Linked DNA regions of Columba livia: region 1 is linked to region 2. A link is a contact called in public Hi-C data. All regions are on one chromosome and are shown on one strand. The core of a region is the stretch at or near the end of the contact, and the rest is flanking DNA. Distances in the headings are between cores, read along the strand shown.

Evidence for each region. A called contact is a pair of places that touch in the nucleus more often than the background predicts.
Region 1: a Hi-C map of crop shows a contact between it and region 2, with 3 times the contacts expected there. The contact joins two enhancer-like sites. A contact is called at or near these places in 2 of 2 Hi-C or Micro-C datasets (crop and liver).

Annotation. Positions count from the first base shown.
Region 1 is chr11:14,330,433-14,333,681 of bColLiv1.pat.W.v2, forward strand. MYZAP (myocardial zonula adherens protein) reads left to right here. Exons shown (of 15, transcript XM_065076018.1): 13 at 2,517-3,215. Among named protein-coding and RNA genes, the nearest start is that of MYZAP, 51 kb to the left of the region's middle. Within about 2 kb of position 1,374, at least 2 of the 3 cell types and tissues checked have an H3K27ac peak away from gene starts, as active enhancers do.
Region 2 is chr11:14,250,792-14,253,950 of bColLiv1.pat.W.v2, forward strand. All of the region lies in intron 15 of CGNL1 (cingulin like 1), which reads left to right. Among named protein-coding and RNA genes, the nearest start is that of MYZAP, 28 kb to the right of the region's middle. Within about 2 kb of position 1,585, at least 2 of the 3 cell types and tissues checked have an H3K27ac peak away from gene starts, as active enhancers do.

The sequences.
Region 1 (3,249 bases), core at 124-2,623, 79 kb after region 2:
CACCTGAAAAAAATGTAGCCAGTTGTCCTTCATGGCCATCTCCCCTGACATGTCATATGAGTAGAATACATCAGTTGAATTGTAACTGGCACTGATAAAACAGAAAACACTAAAAATTCAGGCATAAGTATCTGTTGCAATGTTCCTTGTAATGGGAATCTGTATTAGAATAGGTTACTTAGTTATTTGAATACCTTTCTTTTTTGCTACACTATATACGAAGGTGAATTATTCCAGTGTCACATCTTTGCGTTGTTTGTTTGGTTTTTTTAATGTGGTTTATTCTTTTTTGTTAGAATACCTGATTTTTTTTTTCATTGTCATTCTAATAATTTAATTGTCTTTTAGAAATTACACTAAATTGCTTAGTAATTCCAGCCATGCTATTGCAGAATAAATTAATATTTAACTCTAGACATCTAGTGACAGAAAACAGACTGACTGAAAACTGTATCTAATAATAGCCCTTGAGATAATGTCCTAAGTGAGGAAGTTATTTAAGAAATCATTAAACAACCCCAAACCAACCAGCCAACACCACAAACCAAACCACAGTTTTGTGTCCTCTATCAGTGGGTGATCTCCTGGTGAGAACGCCCTCACGGATCTCCCACGGGAGGTGATCGAGGTTGTGTGTAACAGACATTGAAGTGGTCTCTTCAGCTAGTCCCTTAGCTTGTTTTTTTCACCCTGGTCATGGTATTTATTCCATGGGTAGCTGCCTATTTGATTAATCTAATTTCCCCCGGCCCTCAGCCACCTTCCAGCTGAGCAAACAAGGGGCGGGCAGCTTAAAATGCTTCCCCCTCCGGGGTACCCCTCTGTTCATAAAACAATCTCTGAGAAATGGGCCTCTTCAGCCTTACTTAGATCACGAAACCTCCCCTGAGCTCAGCTTTAAAAGGCGGACATCTGCCACCGGGGAACTGCCTTATTCCTTTGAGCTGGGCTTGCTAGAGCTCATGGCACTTAGCAGAGTGTGGAGTAAGCAGGCCGATGTTATATTACAGCCTGAATTTTTATCTTCAGTCTCTGTATGACATGTGAACACGTTAAAAATAAACACCATGTAAAGAAAACTTTAACAGATCTCTAAAAATTAAACCCTGAGTCGTAAATAGAAAGTGATGCTCTGCTAAAAGCTACTAAAACACAGGGAAATGGCACGGTGTTCATCTCTGAAAATGCAAATTAGTTAACGTTAGCAACATGTAAGCCTTTGCTGCTTTTTGAACATAGTACAGGACAGCATCGAGTTGGATAACAGCGAGCCTCTGCCCCGCACAGCTTCTCATGCCCAGCCCAGCGTGAGGATGTTTCTTGAATCAAACTCAATTTCTACACGAAGGATTTTGTGATGTGGGGATTACCCTGAGCGTAACGCACCCACTGCCCGGCGCAACAGATGCCTGAGCCCACGGAAAACAAACGCCTGACGTTATTTTAGACGTGCGTGGTGGTACTGACTCCCTACCCTCGGGGTGACTCCCTGTCCTGCCCCCTCCCGTCCCTCGGAGGTTCCTCCCGATCGCCCCGCTCAAGAGCGGCCGTGTCGGCTTCGCGTTCCGACCAAGTCGGGCCCTGCCGGCTGCCGTCGCTTCCGGTAAGATGGCGGCCTCCGGGTTGCTGCGGAAGCGGCGCCGCGGGGCCCGGGCGGCTGCCCCGCTGAGAGGCGGCGCGGGGCGCCATGGCCGCGGCGGGCGGCGGCGTGCGGGGCCGGAGCCTCCCCGAGCTGCGGGAGATGCTGAAGCGGCAGCAGCGGCTGCTGGCGGACCGGTGAGGAGAGACGGGCGCCGAGGAGCGGGTCGGGCCTCCCGCCCGTTTCGCCGTCCCCGCGGCGGTGGCAGCGGCCGAACCGCTTCCCCTCGTTTGGCGGCGTTGGGGGCTCATGGAGCCGCACGGACCGCGCGGGGCCTCCCGGCTTCTGCCGCCGCAGCGGGGGGGGCGGGGCTGCCGGGCCTGGCGCGGCCCCCGGGCCCTTTGTCACACGCCCGGCGGTGACAGTGAAAACCCGCCTGGACGCCTTCCTGTGTAACCTCACCTGGGTGTTCCTGCTCCGGGGGCGACCGGGCTGGATGAGCTTTCCAGGTCCCTCCCATCCCTGACACTCTGGGGTCCTGTGCCCGGGCACAGCCGGGGGACAGCGCTCCGATGATGCACCTGTGTGGGTTTACTTGCTGCGGGTTGTCATCCCTGGGCGGCTGTTTCTGGGCATGCAGACAGAAAAAACGGTGTACACCACTTCGGTGAAATATTTATTACTAAATATTTACACGTTGCACTTTTCAGACTAGCAGTTATATCTTTGAGCAGTAAGAACGTAATAGTTGCTTTATCACAATATACATTTGAGGCTGCAGGCCCTTTGCATCTTAATGCTTTTCAGAAATCTAGTATGTAGATCAGAAATAACATTAGAATGAGAAACCTGCCACAGTAGCTATTCTCATAAAATAGTTCTGCACATCAAATTGAAATGGGATTGTTTATACCCTGTTTTGTTTTGTTTGTTGTAGGAAATTCATTGCTAGGCTTCCAGATAAGGGTAAGAAGATCTCTGATTTTGCTGAAAAGCTGACGCTTGCCATTTTACAAGAGGAAGAATTAGCAAGGACGGCTGAGCTGTTATCTGCTGTCAGGTTGGAGTTTCAGGTGAAACAGGAGGAGATTAATACCAGCAAACATCAAGTTATTCTAAATGAGGACACACAAACCTGTGAAAATTCCTCAATCTTTAATGAAAAGTCTAATATTAAAGAAGTTTCTTCGATTGCGTCCCAAGGGCAGGAGGCAGAATGTATTGAGCAAGATGCTACAAGTACAACTCTGAAAAATCAAAGGACTCAGGGGAAAAATGGTAAAGACAAGACCGTTACAAAAGATCAGAATCTTTTCTGTGAAGTTGTCTCCAATCCAGCCACGAGCAGTTGTCTGGAAAATGATCAGCAGGTATCTCCGAGCCATCCTGAGCATGGTACAGAAAGTACAGCTGCTTCAGACAACAGAAAAGATGCACTGGTTGATGCCTTTCAAAAAGTTAAAATTGTAGATGGGAATAATGATGAAAAAGTATCGGAACAAGAGCAGAATGTGGCTAAACAGCACAAGGGCCGTATCTTTGGAAGCGTGCACCCCAAGACACCACATTATATTGAAGTTCTAGAGTCTAGAGCCAAGAACCCAGTCATAAAAAAAAGCAAATTTAAACCAAATATGTAAGTATTATGGGATAGAAAAACCTCTTGTGAA
Region 2 (3,159 bases), core at 335-2,834:
GTCTGTTCTGCTTTCATTTATCTCTCTTTCTTCAGAAAACAAGAATTGCTGACATTCTTTCTAATAGCTTTAATTTCAGAGGGAGAACCAAGAGCAAAATCTTTGTTTCTATGTCTTTTCAATGAAATTCTATCTCTCACTTAGACAGCTGGAGAGTTTTAAAGTGAGTTAGAGCTCAGCTTTCCTCATGCATCCTTCAAACAGCAAGGCACCATTACTATGTTTTCGGACTCAGGTTACTGAGATTTTATTTGATCGCCATATAGTCTTTTTGCTCTTATTCCATTGATATTGTACAGACTCTGAGTCAGTGAGTGAAATAGAACGTAAAGGACCCATAACAATGTGGGGTCATGCTATTGTTGACTTAGGAAGCCTTTAATACTGGAGTCTATCCCTGTGCTGTAAGCCTGGGATAAAAGAACTTTAGTCATAGCCGCACCAGTGGGTACTATGGCAAGTTAATTTGCTAACTGAATGGAACCCTAAAATACAGATGGGTGACCAAAATGTTACATAATGGGTAAAAGATGTGTTTATTTTGAGGTCTGGAGTTCCTCATTTCACACATGAGTTACAAGGGTTGCTTTGTTTTGATTTCATGCCAGAATGACTAAGTAGTCAAATTACTAAAGTATTTCAGGGTCTGCTAAGCATTTATAATGACATGAGAAATCATAATGGATTTGTTTTGGTAATATCTGTATTTCTGTAATTTTTTTATTATAAATGTGTTATTTTAATATACTGATAATGAACTATAATACTCAACATTCTAGTAAAAACAAATTGAAACAACTGTTTCTATTTTATATAAAGTTAATTGTTTGAATAAACATTGGCACATTTCATTTACCATGAAATGTTATACTTTTTAATTTAAACACCCTTTTGAATCTGGGAATTTCTGCGTGAGACACTGTTCTCATCTTCCCTGTCTCATTCTCCAGAAATACCACAAGCAAGTAGAAATAACAATAAATATTGGAGGGAAAGGTGGATCATATTCTATTAGTTTTTAAACAATAAGGTATTAGCAACTGTGGAAAGAGCAAAATGGTCAACAAACAGACAATACACACGCACACAGAAAGCTGGAGCGCTCAGCTGTTCTTTTGTGTCTCAAAGTGAGCAAGGACAGGGCACTTTTTATTACGTGATGGGCTTTCTTCCTACAAACAAGTGAAATGAAGTACCTCTTGCCATTTGTTTTTGCAAACATAATTGAAAAATACTTAAGATACCACCCTCATAAATTCTTGTCTTCTGTGAAAATGCAAACATGAGTCTATTGACTTCAGAGTTGTTTGCAATAAGTGTGAAAAATGGACTAGTTAGTTTCCGTGACAATTTTAGAATAAATACAGAACGGAAAAAATGTAGTGACCTTGTAATTCACTTCCTTTTGGTGAAGTGTTCCCAATGGCCAGCTGTATACCTGCTCTTTAGCTGGTACCAGCTGTGGGAAGCAGACAAATGAAAATGTGGACATGAAGGTTGCTTTTTAGTTAGGAAGGATCAAAGGGGTTTAGCTTGGCTTTAGCTTGTTTGTTTGCTAAACACAAGGGGTTTTGGTCACATACTTGAGAACTGTGTGTGTAGGTCTATATAAATATAGACAGATGGATTTCTCCCCCCCCCCACACTTAGATATTAAAAAGCAACATAGGCTGTGAACCTAGTGCAAGATGGTAAGCAAAGGTGATAGCATCTAAAATATTATTAGAACTCAAATTACATTCACTCATAATGAACTCAACAGCTGCTTTTAATCCTAAAGCTGGCACAAAGAACTATTATGTCTAATAAACCTTTGTAAAACCTGATACTATTGCTTTTCTCAATTCTTTGTCGTTAGCATTCTTCAGATCCAACTGTGATAACTGTTGCCTTAAGCTGCAGAAATGGTTTATTGTTTTAAGAGAATGTATTAGATATAGGAAAGGTAGAATGTGCAGCACAAAGTCCCACATGGTACATACCCAGAGCCTATCTTAGCTGCTGTGAAAAGTTTGAGCACATTTTGGCAGACAACTGCTTTTTTCCTTTGTGCATACTAATTATGTGTTTACTAATGAATAGTGCAAGGGGATAAGTGAAAACAGTTTCCACCTCCCGCAGCAAGAACTGTGTCCTGCTGCCCTTCTCTTCTTATAATCTTGTATATATTTGCACGTAGCTTCCTGATCCTAATCAGATACAGTACTTTTTCTCTCTCCCACTGTTTTTCTGTGAGGTTGCTTTTACCATGAGATGTCCAACAACAGTGGCAGTCATCTTGGAAATATGATAATTGTCCTCTAAATAATTCCCTAATGTGAGATCTTGGGAAGGTTGCACAAATTTGTCACAGCCTTTGAGCACAGTGAGAGCACAGTAGAACTTCAGAGTGGTCCATTAGGCAAGTTCCTACATAAAACAACAACCCTTTCTTCAGTTAACAGTTGCATTTTTAATTAGTCGTTCCTTTTACTACAAATTTTGCTTGATTTTTTTTTTTTCCCCATGTCTGTCTTAATAGCTAAAGCGATTACAGTGGAATAAATTCTATGTAATTCTCACATTATAACTTTTTCATATATTTAATGAATAAATGCAGCTATTGTATATATGAGTGATTCAATTTTTTTATATATAAAATAATATTTTACTATAAAACATATAAACCACCGTTATTATTATTAGGTTTCTATGTGACAATGAGAGCTTTTAGGAAATTACCCAGCTGTTGAGAGCACAGCCACCTGCTAACGTTTGTAGTACAGTAACTGTTATGACCTTAGGTTTCAGGAATGCCTTTTACTGTTTTGAAACTATACTGTGACATAACATATGCAACTGCATGCATTGCTGCCATTGTTTGTATTCATATATTCATTTCAAAGCTACAGAAACAGTGTAGATGACTTCTTTTAAACATGTGATTAACTAAAAATATATCATTTAATATTATGGTGTGGTAAAAAAAAGGCCTAAGGTAAAATTTCATGTGCAGTACTTGTTTAACCTTCACATTCTTAGCATTGCTTTTGATTTTTTTGTATGCAAGAATTCCCAGTGGCTTTTGAAATACCTTTAGTGAGATAAATCTGTAACTTAGAGCTGCTTAGCTGTGATGGTGCATTTATGCAAGTCCATGTGTAACTCTTGTAAAGCAGG